2 separate regions of the Zea mays genome follow, and region 1 is linked to region 2. Evidence: chromatin contacts called from public Hi-C data. All regions are on one chromosome and are shown on one strand. The core of a region is the stretch at or near the end of the contact, and the rest is flanking DNA. Distances in the headings are between cores, read along the strand shown.

Region 1 (6,690 bases), core at 2,613-5,112, 180 kb after region 2:
AAATTAATCTTAGACCATGTTAATTTTTCAACAAGATCCACTAGAGATAATCTAGATCCGCCTTTATAGTATGTGATCTCCGTGACCACGAGGGTTACAACTTTTCCTTCAAGAACCCCTTGTACTGCAACAGCTAGTATGTCCGATTAACTTATTACTCTTTCACCCTTCAGTTGAATCTAAAGTTATCTTAACTCATTTTTTTATGTTTGACTAAATTTAAATAACAGGATACAAACATTTATGGGACCAAATAGTGTTATGTAAATATGTTTTATGGTATATTTAATTATACATTTAGTTAAGATAAAAAAAAGGCTGGCTTGAGATCTCTCAGATTTTTTTTTTTATTTAGGGACGGAGGAGGGACAAAGGGTACCATCTCACTTAGGGCTGGAAAATTAGCTCGAGGCTCGGAGCGGCTCGGCTCGGAGCGGCTCGCGAGCCGAGCCGAGCCTCTTATTCGAGCTCGTTTTTGTAGCGAGCCGAGCCGGCTCGCGAGCCTTGCAAAAATGATCAATTTATGGAATAATAATGAATATTAGATAATTTTATGGATAATACCTCATTTTTTAGTCTTTGATGATGAATATATAATGTTAATTCACCAAATAATGCAACGATAAGTACCAGAATATGGCTCGCGAGCCAAGGTCGAGCCGAGCCGAGCCTCCTTCGCCAGCTCGTAAAATGGACGAGCCGAGCCGAGCCGAGCTCGTACAGTCACCGAGCCGCACCGAGCCGAGCCGAGCCGAGCTCGGCTCGGCTCGTTTCCAGCCCTGATTCTCACTCACGGTTGGGGCTGGCCCACTGATCTCGTCGCATGTACTGTGCGTCGTCGTATATTACTGTTATGAGTGGCGTATATAGCAGCACGTGCACGTACCGACGCCTGCGCTGCGTCTGCGTCTGCGTGTACGTACACAAGTGGCCCTAGAGGAGCGGGACCACCGTATCCACGTTCGTACGTGTCGTCTTCCTCGAGGGAGGGAGGGAGGAGGACAAGCTAGCAGCTAGGGCGCGCGTGAAACGATAACGAAAGGTGCGTCCATGGACGCGCACGAGTCGATCGTCGCAGCATGCATCTGACAAATTATAAATGCTGTGGGCCCTATGGCAACGACACTGCAACAGCAACCTAGCGGAGGCCCATCCCGCATGCGTGATGGAGAACGTGCTCGATCGATCAGCAGACACGATGTCGATCGGAGCCAACTCGACAAGCCACACGCTGTTTGGACTGTTTATAATTAAAGCGATATATATATGTGGAGTATATTCACAGCTTAATTATTTTGAAGAATTACAATTCCTTTCTTACATTTTCCCGACTCTTCTACGTACTTCGTTCTTTCCCTCACGCACACAACATTTCATGAGTTTATCCTCCTTCCCATGTTTGTCCCATGGATCTATGTGTAATTTTTTTTTTCACATACTCATTTAGTATGTGTTATTTGACTTTGTTTGATCTATGTGTAATTTTGACTCAATTTTTTTTTGATCTATGTCTAAGTTTAGCATGTGTTCTACTAATTTCAGCATGCATTCTACCCATTTTGTATGCAGATGTACGGAAGTGATAATGATAGTTCTATGAATGAAAGTGAGGAGTTTTGGAACATAGAGCTTGTTTCTCAAGCATCAATCTCAGGCATTCGATTTTGGATGCCTGGTGCTGGATTGGGCTGCCTGGCCGGTGCTTCTAGGCCAGGGTGCCAACCAAACAAGCTTGGTCTTTGGTGGTGTCAAGGTAGTAGAAAAATATGTTGAGTTATATTTTGAAAAAGGTCCGCAAAAAATAGAGATGGATTCAGATGTCTGGAGATCTGAATTATTCATATTCGGATAAAGTGCTAATATATATAGATATCCGTATCTGTATTCGATTTTAATATGGATGTTAAATATATATATCCGAATTTGTTTTTTTCTCTATCGGTTTAAGATTCGTATTCGACAATATGGATGTTAAAAATATGATACTCAACTAAGTTTCAACTAAATAATGTATATAATTTGCTTGTAATATGATTTTTATCAACTATAAATTCATCAATAAAACAAATTAATACTTGTTATGATGTTATGTTCCAAATCAAGTAAGTATCCGACTGCGAATCCGAATTCGAACTAGCGTATTCATATTCGAATTAAAATATGGTAAATAGTAACATTCGGATTCGTTTCCATGTGTATCCGATCTGAATCTATCCCTAGCCAAGAACAGGGAACACAAGTGGTATGAGATGGGTGCTTGAAACATTGAGGACTCTAGCTAGGTCCAGTTAGGAATGAGCACATGCAAAATTCAGACTGACTTTAATTACTAGTGTAACTATATATTATATCATGCATGTGCCATACTAAGCGGCTGAGATTTGTGTAGGCTTTTCCTTTTCTTTTTTTTAACTGGCAAACATAAACGTGTGTTGCAACACGATGCTTATTATTAGCTTGTTGAGTGGCTGCTCGGCCAACTTGTGGATTTGAGATTTATTTAGCAATCATATAATAGTGTGTTTCAATTCATCTAGGATTCAAACTTTTCACTAGCTGCTCATGCATATCATGAGTTTCAACACGATGCTTATAATAGGTTTATTTCCACACGGTACAGGGGGGAAGTCGAATAAAAATAAAAGCGACATTTATTCGTTGGGCATCATATCACAGTGCATTGCCCGGCAGGAAACACAGTTACAGTATTATTCCATGCACACTTGACAGAAACGCAAACAGAGACGACGGTACGGTGTATCAGTTGTCCATGGCGACGCCAGGCAGCTGGAAAGGGTCGTCGTCCTGGTTGAGCTGCTGCTTGAGCATCCACTTCTTGAAGGGGTGGAAGAGGATCTCCTTGGAGCAGGTGTACTGCTGCGGCGCGGGGCAGTCGATGAACGTGCCGTTCCCCGCCGCGCAGAAGTAGAGCTGGAACAGCATGTACTTGTCGAAGGGGCCCTTGCTGCACTGGATCACCGGCGTCGCGTTGATGCCGCTCTTGAAGACCTTGGTGATCGCCTTGAGGCCGTAGAGCCCGAAGTCCGGCTCGATACCTGCATTGCAAGCATGCAGAAGATTCAGACAGACGTACTGCAGCTAGTAGACGAATATAATATATGCTTAGTTAGTTTACCTTTGGCTTTGAGGCGAACGAGTGGGTTGATCCGGCTACGGAAGGAGAGGGCAGTCTCGAAGTAGTCTTTCTCGCTGAGGCCGGAGCAGGCGCCGGCCTTCTTCCAGGCGTTCTTCCAGCTGCTCTGCCCGTTGTTGCTGGGGCACCTGATGTTGCTCCAGTACTGATTCAGGCCTTGGATGCCGGTAATCTGTCGTCAATATATATTTATATTTATAATAATGCGCATTATTATTATTATAGATATATATATGATGCAGCTAGCTAGCTGGAGTATGTACGTACGTACCAGGTTAGGGTCGTAAGGAACTTTGTTGCTGCATCCCGTCACTGCAGCGTCGGTGGTCGCGTTAAGGACGGTGAAGCCCGTTATGTAGAAGTCGCGCGCCGGCGAGACGCCGGTGGTCGGCTTGCAGCACCCAGCGCTGGTCTGCTCGCAGTATGCTCCTGGCCACTGCACGCGGGCGTCCCATGCATGCAGTCAGGCCGGCGGCCGGGCCTTCTTCTTAATTAGATTAGATATAATAATTATTATTATACATACCATAAGAGCCAGCTGGTAGTAGATACCGGAGTCGTCATCAGCGATCGCGGGCGAAGCTACTACTAGCAGCAGCAAGCCAAGGAGGAGTGCCATCCTGCAGGAAGCCATATGGAACGTGGACGGTGAATGCCTAGCAAGCATACGCGTGGGTAGTACTTATAGGCAGGCGAGCGAGCGCCCTCATATTTTCTTTCGTCGACCATTTTAAATTTTTGTGGGCGGCTGTGCCATGTGCTCCTCTCCGGTCCACTGCAACTGTAAGCACGTGCTATAATCCAATGATTTTTTATTACAAACATTTGGTTTTTGAGAGAATCCTGTTGAGCACTATTTGTAGCACTCACTACCAAAAATGTTGGCTTTGTCTGAAGCACTCGGCAAAGTCTTAAAAACACTCGGCAAATGTTTTGCCGAGTGTCGCACTCGGCAAAGAGGGCTTGACATACCGTGCATCGACAAAGCCGTCTTTGCCGAATACTTTTTCTCGGGCACTTGGCGAAGAAAAGCAGCCGTTACGGTATCTGTCGGGGACCATAATTAGGGGTACCCTCAAGGCTCCTAATTCTCAGCTGGTAACCCCCATCAGCATAAAGCTGCAAAGGCTTGATGGGTGCGACTAAGTTAGGGATCAGTCCATTCGAGCGACTCGATCACGCCTCGCCCGAGCCTAGCCTCGGACAAGGGCAGCCGACCCCGGAGGATTTCTGTCTCGCCCGAGGCCCCCCTCCAACGGCGAACATATTTCCGGCTCGCCCGAGGCCCTGCCTTCGCTAAGAAGCAACCCTGACCAAATCGCCGCACCAACCGACCAAATCGCAGGAGCATTTAATGCAAAGGTGGCCTGACACCTTTATCCTGACGCGCGCCCCCCAGCCGGCAGAGCCGAAGTGACCGCCGTCACTTCGCCGCTCCACTGACCGGCCTGACAGAAGGACAGCGCCGCCTGCGCCACTCCGACTGCGGTGCCACTTGACAGAGTGAGACTGACAGGCAGTCAGGCCCGGCCGAAGGCACCATAGGAAGCTCCGCTTCGCCCGACCCAGGGCTCGGACTTGGGCTAAGTCCCGGAAGACGACGAACTCCGCTCCGCCCGACCCAGGGCTCGGACTCGGGCTAAGTCCCGGAAGACGGCGAACTCCGCTCCGCCCGACCCAGGGCTCGGACTCGGGCTAAGTCCCGGAAGACGGCGAACTCCGCTCCGCCCGATCCAGGGCTCGGACTCGGGCTAAGTCCCGGAAGACGGCGAACTCCGCTCCGCCCGACCCAGGGCTCGGACTCGGGCTAAGTCCCAGAAGACAGCGAACTCCGCTCTGCCCGACCCAGGGCTCGGACTCGGGCTCAGCCCCAGAAGACGACGAACTCCGCTTCGCCCGACCCCAGGGCTCGGACTCCGCCCTGGCCTCAGCCGACGGCCTCCGCCTCGCCCGACCCGGGGGCTCGAACTCGACCTCGTCCACGGAAGACAGACTCGACCTCAGCTTCGGAGGAGCTTCCACATCGCCCAACCTAGGGCGCAGACCAGCCACGTCAACTGGAGGCGCCATCATCGCCCTACCCCAAGCTGACTCGGGCCGCAGGAAACAAGACCGGTGTCCCATCTGGCTCGCTCTGCCAGATAGGCAATGATGGCGCCCCGCATACTCTGTGACGACGGCGTCTCTCAGCCCCCTTACGGAAGCAGGAGGACGTCAACAAGGACTCAACCGCTCCGACAGCTGTCCCTCCGCCAGGCTCCATCGCTCCTCCGACGGCCACGACATCACACCAGCTGGGTGCCAAAATCTCTCTGGCTGCCACAGCGGCATGTACTTAGGGCGCTAGCTCTCCTCCGCTAGACACGTAGCACTCTGCTACACCCCCCATTGTACACCTGGCTCCTCTCCTTACGCCTATAAAAGGAAGGACCAGGGCCCTCTTAGAGAGGGTTGGCCGCGCAGGGACGAGGACGAGACAGGCGCTCGCTTGGGGCCGCTCGCTCCCTCTCCTGCGTGGACGCTTGTAACCCCCTACTACAAGCGCACCCGACCTGGGCGCGGGACGAACACGAAGGCCACGGGATTCCCACCTCTCTCACGCCGGTCTCCGGCCGCCTCGCTCTCCCCCCTTCGCGCTCGCCCTCGCGCTCGACCCATCTGGGCTGGGGCACGCGGCGACATTCACTCGTCGGCCCAGGGACCCCCCGGTCTCGAAACGCCGACAGTTGGCGCGCCAGGTAGGGGCCTGTTGCGTGTTGACGGATAGCTTCCCGTCAAGCTCCAGATGGGCAGTCTCCAGCAACCTCTCCAACCCGGGACGGTGCTCCGTTTCGGGAGTCTTGAGTTCATGTCCCTCGACGGCAGCTACGACATGATACTCCTTCCACCGCCGCGCGACAACGATAATGGCGGCCGACAGCCCGCCCGCCGGCGGCGGAATCGACGACGTCTTCCCCGCGTGGTGGAAGAACAACCTTCGAGCTCATCCTGCCCTTTCCCCCGCCGACGAAGGGGAAGGCAGGGCGACCAAGGCCAAGCAGGAGGCAGTGCTTCGTTGGCTGTCGAGCGAGCCGACAGCACCGGCACCCCAACAAGGGGCGCCCCGGGTATCGACTTCGCGCCTGAGACGAAGACGAGCGTCGTCTCCCCGCGACACGCCAATCCCGAGCAAGCGGACGACGCCAGCGCGCTCGCGGAGAGCTTGCTGGACGTCACCCTCGTACCTGAGACGACGGTGCAGTCAGTCCCCGACGTGACTTTATCGCCGCTCGTCGACCAAGAGATACCGACCGATTCCCATCCCACGTCATTTGGATTCAGCCTCAACCCGCCTAGCGACCTTGATTTGGCGGGCGCTCTCGTAGAGGCGAGTCCAAACCCTCTGGGGTTTCGCATGCGGTCGCCTTGGGACCGGCTGACGGACGTCTCGACCTATGGGCCCTCTGGGTCCGAGGAAGACGACGAGCCCAGCATCTGTTGGGATTTCTCTGGACTTGGCAACCCCAGTGCCATGCGGGACTTCATGACCGCATGTG
Region 2 (6,843 bases), core at 2,133-4,632:
ATTCTTTAGCCTTTTGTCTTTGTGGATAGTGAAGTTGTTTGTTGGCAAGGTGGCGGTAATAGCCTCTAGCGCTATTATATATATATATATATATATATATATATATATATATATATATATATATATATATATATATATATATATATATATATATATATATATATATATATATATATATATATAATATGGATTTTATTTTATCAGCAAATTTAAGATGCACCTTACATGTCAGCAAAACATATGCATTCGTTTATTTTCCTCAGTCTCAGCAAAACACTGTTTCTTTACTTCTTTCTTTTTTTTTAGTCTTCCTTGTCACATGCAGTATGCTAAGTAAATATTCAGCACGTTCTATCATAATGATGTTGCGTTTTAGCTTCCTGCAGCTCCTTTTCAGATTCATTGGCATTTGTTTCACTCACTTCCTATGCTTTAGTTCCAATACCAAGAGTAGTGAGGTATCACCGTATCAGTGACAGACAGGATTTTCGTGTTTTCAGACATAGAATCTCTTTAAAAAAAGGATTGGGACTTGATCGATCCTGTTATTAGTGTGGTCACCACAGTCCATTAGATACGGGGAGTCGGCAGAAAAGAAAACGGCCGCAGATCTTAATTTCCCAAGATTCGGATGGCCCACGTAGATATGGCATCAGAAGGCAGAGAAAAGGGTTTAGGGAGCTTACAAACGCCAAAGAAGTTATAGATGCCCCAGTGGTAACCATCTTTGTTGACTTCTTATCGAGAAAGGTAGAAGATGAGTACAGAACGGATGTTGCTTGAACTGAACGTTCCAAAGAGGGAGAAGGGCAGCCTATGCGACTTTTTTTTTGGTTCTGGAAAAATCACCTCATATACATATACATCAAGGAACAATGCGAAAGGAAGGCGTCCAGTGAAGATTCAGGTCAGAAAGTTTTAGGAAAGTTGTGTAAAACAGTAAAAGACTCACACGAGACCTTCTATGCGACCAAAAACAATACGACAAAGTTACTAAAAATGTAACAAAAGCAAACCTACCGCTTGAACCAGCCTATATATCTCCGATACAAATTTGAAGGCCACGCGGAACATGGGGTTTAGCTAGAGTTTTTTGGGCCTGTGTAATCTTGTGAGACCTGTGAGGCCGCTCGCGTGCTCATATCCTGCTTCTTTTGCTCGTAGGCCTCCAGCCCAGCCTAGGGGAGGCTGCCTCGCTAGGAGCCCATGGCCCATCTCCTTCCCTAGAAAAAATGGTGGGGATAGAATAGAAACGATGGATACGGTACTGTTGGATGATTGTTTTTTTTTCGCCCTAAAATCTGTATTGGGACGAGATGCTTTATATACGTTTCAAGAGTAGACACCGTGCTGGCGAACCAGCAAAATCTGCAGGCCGCAGCCCCCCCTCAATTAGTACTTAGTGGCAATCAACTGTATCAATCAAATTGATCCCATCTTTTCCCTAGAAATAGAATAAAGACAAGAATGGCCCTTAAAATTGCGGAGGTGCTTCTGAATTCCAACGCTTCCACAGAGCCGCCGGCGCCGCGTGCGTTGCTAAGCTAACCCACCCTCTCCGCCACGGCTGACCTGCTCAACCGCTTGCTCTCGTGGATCTTGGCGTACACCCTCTTCGTCCGGACGCAGAGCAGGACGTCGAGGCCGAACCCGACGACGCAGGCGAGCGCCATGATCAGGAAGACGAGGCGGTAGCAGTGTGCGCCGACGCAGGTGTTGCCGCCGCCGGGCACCGCGGTGGCTTCCGCGTCGTAGAGGAGGCCCGCCAGCAGGCCCGAGAAGAGGAAGGAGCCGAGCGGCAGGTTGAGGATGAGGACGTTGTAGACGAGACCGTAGTACTTGAGGCCGAACAGCTCCGACGCCGTGGGCACGGTGACCGCCAGCCGCACGCCGTAGCAGATGCCGACGACCACCGAGCCGATGAAGAGGGAGCCTGGCATCGCCAGCGCCATCACGATGTATCCGACGGCCATCAGGACCTGCGAGGCTGCGTTCCACAGCGGGCGGGGAATACCTCGTGTCCTGGGCACTATATATGTCAACATTTTCTTCTTCTGGATTTGGAGTTATATGATTCCATTCCATACCAATTGCCAATTCGGGTAATAAGTAACTTACTTGATGAAGTGCTCGGAGATGGTGCCGGAGGCGATGCGACCGAAGAATCCCCAGATGCTGGTCATGGAGACGAAGAGGGAGACGTCGACGTAGCCCATGGCCACGCCCATCTGCCCCAGGTTGTTCATCACGGCCAGCCCCGTGCCCACGCCCATCAGGAACGACGCGAACATCAGCCAGAAGTCCAGCGACGTGAGCGTCTGCGCGATCGTGTGCTCCTCCCCGAGGCGCGGCCGCTCTCCGGGAGCACGCGCCTCCTTCGCGACGAGAAGCAGCGGCGCGGCCGCGGCCAAGGAGTCCGCCTCCTCGAGGTCGGCGTTCGCGGCCTTGCGGGTCTCCGCCCACGATTTCCACGCCAGGATCGCCGGCACGGCAGCGGGGGACGCGAGGAGCACCAGGAGCACGGCGACGAAGACGACCCCGCCCCCGCCGCCGAGCCCCGTGAGGTCCGCGGCGAGGAGGTACAGCGCGATTGCCACGGCGAGCGAGTTGATCGCGGCGAAGCAGCGCCCGTCGTCGTCCTCGTCCGCAGCGGCGGCGCCCTCGCGGAGGAACACCATGGCGAGCGCGCAGACGGCGGCCGGCACGACGGCGAGCATGACGAGGAACGAGGCCGGGTCGTCGGCGAAGAGCGCGGAGCAGGTGTCGGTGAAGATGGCGGTGCTGAGGCCGACGTAGCCCTTGAGCAGGCCGGAGACGGGGCCCCTACTCCGGCGGAAGTTGCGGATGCAGGTGACGAGCACGGCGGTGTTCATCCATGTGGTGCTGTTCCCGCCGAGACAGAGGAAGACGCACATCTGCCAGTACGGGAGCGGCGCGACGGCCCCGGACACGACCATCCACTGCGCGCCGTAGCCGAGGAGGCCCTCGAGGGAGCCGACGGCGAGGAGGAGCCAGGTGGGGACGCGGTCGGACGCCAGCCCCGCGAGGAGGCCGAACGCCTTGCCGACGTCCTTGGCGACGGAGAGGCCGTTGAGCTGCAGCTGCGTGAGGCCCATGAGCGTCTTGAGCGCGTGCGAGTAGTTGGAGAAGGTGTAGTTGTTGCCGGAGATGCACTGCACCCACACCGCCGTCACCAGCCCCAGCCACCGCCCCCAGCGCGTCCCCGCCATTAGGGCCTTTCCTTGCTTGCTTCGAGTTCAATCAAGGTGGCGCGCGTTTGGTCGCTTGGTGCTTGGCCGTGTGTCCCGAGGAGGAGGAGGAGGAGGTACGGAAGGGGCGGTGGAGGCGCGTCGCTTTCCGGTGCGTCGGGCGGGACTCGAGGATTCGTTCGGTCTGGTCGGCCGTAGGAGCAGGGCCGGTGGTTTTATCAGCGGCTGAGAGAGGGAGGGTACGGCTTTTCTTGGAGTAATTTATTGGTTTTTAGAAAGAGTATACAAGCGATTATTATATGATTTTGATGGTTTTTGAATTGTTATGGAAGGAAGTGTCATGGTTTTGAGTTTTGATGTTTTTTTGTTTGAGCCCTTGACCCTAGGCTGCTGGTACCATCACCGGAAGCGAAGCGTGCAGGCTAGTTCCCGTCCGTCAAGCATCGGCAAGCCCGCTCCCAAACATCTGCATGAGTAGCCTACCTACGCAAAAGCAACACGCACGTCTCCATCTGCCCTACTGCGGCCTGCCTGTCAACAGCAGCCTAAATTAATAAACAATAATAATAATATACTGAAACCAAAACACACACGGTTCATTGTGCGGCACGAAAATGGTTTGCTTTAGTTCGTCAGAAACCCGTAAGCATCTCCCAAAGGTAATCGGGTTCAGGACGTGCCGCCAAGCATGTCCAATCAAACCTTTTCCCTGCAGCCTTTCTCTGCTCGTGTTACTGTTTTTTTTTTCATGCCACTTGCCGGTTAGTGTCATAGAAAACATTTCTTGCCCCAGACGATCTTTTGTTGCCCCGGCCGCCGGCGAGGTAAGCCAAGTTCGCCAGTGCTACCACTGATCATGAACGAGAGAAAGCGACGTGACACACTGTTTCTGACTTCTGACTATGATCTTTGCTGCGGCGGGAGGAGAAGCAAAGTGCGGATGGAATTGTTTGTACCGAGCTCAGTTTTTAAAAACTGTTAATGTTCAGTCTCTACAGTTGTGTAGCCTTTTTTTTCAGAAGCAGCCGAAACAGCTATACAAAACTGATAGCCGAAACAACGGATTCGTAAAGAATCTTTTGAAGGCCCAGCCAAAAGGTCAGGTCTGATCTTTTCATTGTAATTTGTAGAGATCACTGTTTGGGCGTCAAATCGATACGCATTCCCGTAATCTATTTATTAGCTGCAAGCTATTTTTTTGTTAAGAAAGGTGTTTGGTTCTAACGTATCAGCTAATTATAAAACTAACTATAATTTTAACTAGCATTCAAACATTCTATACGGTAGGTGATAAACTTTATCTTGAACACATCCTGCAATGAACCTTATCTTGAACACTGTCAGGTTTGCAGGTTTTTTTCCCCCGAAAGACCGAGAGCCAAGGGAGACGAAATGGTAGTGATAGGGACCGGTCGAAGAGAGAAGTCGGCGCTGCACGTCCTGACTGATGGAGTACGTGACGGGACACTCCAAAGATCACGTCGGTCGTACAAGACAGCGACGGTACTCGTTCAGCATCTCGCTAGCTCCCCGCCCGACGCGGACATGTACGAGTACGACTTGAGCCTGGGTGCTGTTTGGTTAAAAAAAATGTAACGCAAATGGTAATGGTAACGGTTTACGATCGATTACTAGTGGTAACAAATTTGAATAGACTAGTATCAATTTTTAGTATGGTATCTGATTACGGTTGGACTAAAACAAACATGATTTAACGTTATCAGTTACCCATTGCGTTACAAATATGTGAACCAAACGGCACCCTGGATCGTTTTATAAATATATATATATATATAACTAAAAAAATCGATAATCTCTACCATCTATTAAATGTAGGCTGTCATTCGGTGTTCTGTCATTTCTATTCCCTGTTCTGTATTTCTGATTCCCCTCTCTATTCTGCCTTTCCGATTCCCCCTCCCCGCACAGTCCATTCTCATGTTCGGTCACTATTCCATGTTTCCTTTCTCATTCCCCCTCACCACAAATCTCATTCCCACGTACATCCCACGCCTAACTAAAATTAAATTAAAAAAACACAAGTTTAAATATGAAGGCTACACTCAGTCATTAAGTCATTGATGAAAGAAGAAAGTGTGGAGAACCACACGCGCGTGCGCTCGCTCGCCTCGCCTCGCAGGGGCGGAGCGAAGGGCGCGGGCGCATGACATGCGCGTGAATGGTCCGACGAAATCCGGCCCATCGCCTTGTGGGGGCATGGCTTCCTTTTGCCATTTTATTTTTGGTTGCTTGGCTGTTAAGTTTAGAATCCTAACCGGTCGCTATAAGGATCTGAACGGAACGCGAGTCTTTCGCGAGCAGATCGGATCGCGGATAGTTATCGGTTCGCGGACTCGGGCCTATATAAGGCGCCTAGCAGCCAACGTCAAACCCATCCCAACACAAGTTAGGTTTTCGCCTCTGCTCACAACTGTGCTGCCATCGTAGCTTCTTCATCCCGACCGCCGACGTGCATCTGCGCTCAGGAGAGCAGGTCTCTGGAACCCTTCGCCTTTGAGATCCTGCACCGGGAGAGGGCGAATAAGGTTTTTGGGAAGCGTTCTCACGCGACTGCTCGTGATCTTGTCGTCGACTCTGCTGATTCGACTTCATCGGCCCTGCTGCTTCGACTTCATCAGCCCCGCTGCTTCGACGTCGTCGACCCTGCTGCTTACAACCCGCATCGTCTACCAGTATGTCTGATCAGTATGCATCTTGTGATTTGACGGTCATGATTTATATTCGGGTTTTGATCTGGAAAATGTCTAATATTTCAACAATCCAAAAACCTTATTATAGACAATTTCCTAGTTTAACTATGGATGCTTTTGTTGATGCGCTGAAGCCAGAAAAATTCATTGGTATGCACTTTAAGAGGTGGCAAGTCAAGGCCACGCTCTAGCTTACTGCTATGAATGTGTTCCATGTTAGTAAAGGCAAACCTGAGGGCGGACTGACTCCTAAAAAGGAGAAAAGGTACGACCATGCCAATACTATCTTTATGGGAGCAGTTCTTAGCGTCCTTGTTGACCGTCTGGTTGATGCGAATATACAGCACACAGACGGGAAAGAGTTGTGGGATGCACTTATTACTAAGTATGGTGCATCAGATGCTGGCAGTGACCTGTATATCATGGAGAGCTTTCATGATTATAATATGGCTGATAATCGCTCTATTGTAGAGCAAGCTCATGAAATACAGTGTATAGCCAAGGAGCTCGACCACATTAAGATTGTCCTTTTTGACCGATTTGTGACTGGATGCATTATTGCAAAGTTGCCTTCTACATGAAGGAACTTCGCCACATCTCTGAAACATAAGAGACATGAGATATCAGTTGAAAATCTGATAGCGTCTCCGGATGTTGAGGAGAAAGCTCGGGCTAAGGACACGTGATCTAAAGGAGGCGAGGGCCACTCCACCGCAAACATGGTTCAGAAGAACCACAACAAGGGCAAAGGGAAGACAAAATCTAACAAGCCTAACAAAACTACTAACTTCAAGAAGAAGAACAAGGCTAAACTAACATGTTTCGTATGTGGTGAGACGGGTCATTTTGCCAAGGACGGTCCTGATCGAGCGGATCGTCGTGGCAAAAAGGGCAATGTCAACACAGTGATCGCTAGCAATGGT

Evidence for each region. A called contact is a pair of places that touch in the nucleus more often than the background predicts.
Region 1: a Hi-C map of ear shows a contact between it and region 2, with 4 times the contacts expected there. The contact joins the promoter of LOC100126898 here to the promoter of LOC100501794 in region 2. A contact is called at or near these places in 12 of 25 Hi-C or Micro-C datasets (bundle sheath, ear, endosperm and 3 more) and 1 of 3 datasets of contacts at active chromatin or transcription factors (leaf).

Annotation. Positions count from the first base shown.
Region 1 is chr7:185,222,608-185,229,297 of Zm-B73-REFERENCE-NAM-5.0, reverse strand. LOC100126898 (knotted1 induced 1) reads right to left here and starts at 3,862. Exons shown (of 4, transcript NM_001112600.2): 1 at 3,681-3,862; 2 at 3,426-3,590; 3 at 3,137-3,326; 4 at 2,570-3,056. The coding sequence starts at 3,788. The coding sequence ends at 2,761.
Region 2 is chr7:185,397,534-185,404,376 of Zm-B73-REFERENCE-NAM-5.0, reverse strand. LOC100501794 (Major facilitator superfamily protein) reads right to left here and starts at 3,382. Exons shown (of 2, transcript NM_001323406.1): 1 at 2,119-3,382; 2 at 1,518-2,022. The coding sequence starts at 3,230. The coding sequence ends at 1,545. It overlaps LOC103633630 (thaumatin-like protein 1), which reads left to right. Exons shown (of 3, transcript XM_008655353.4): 3 at 1-357.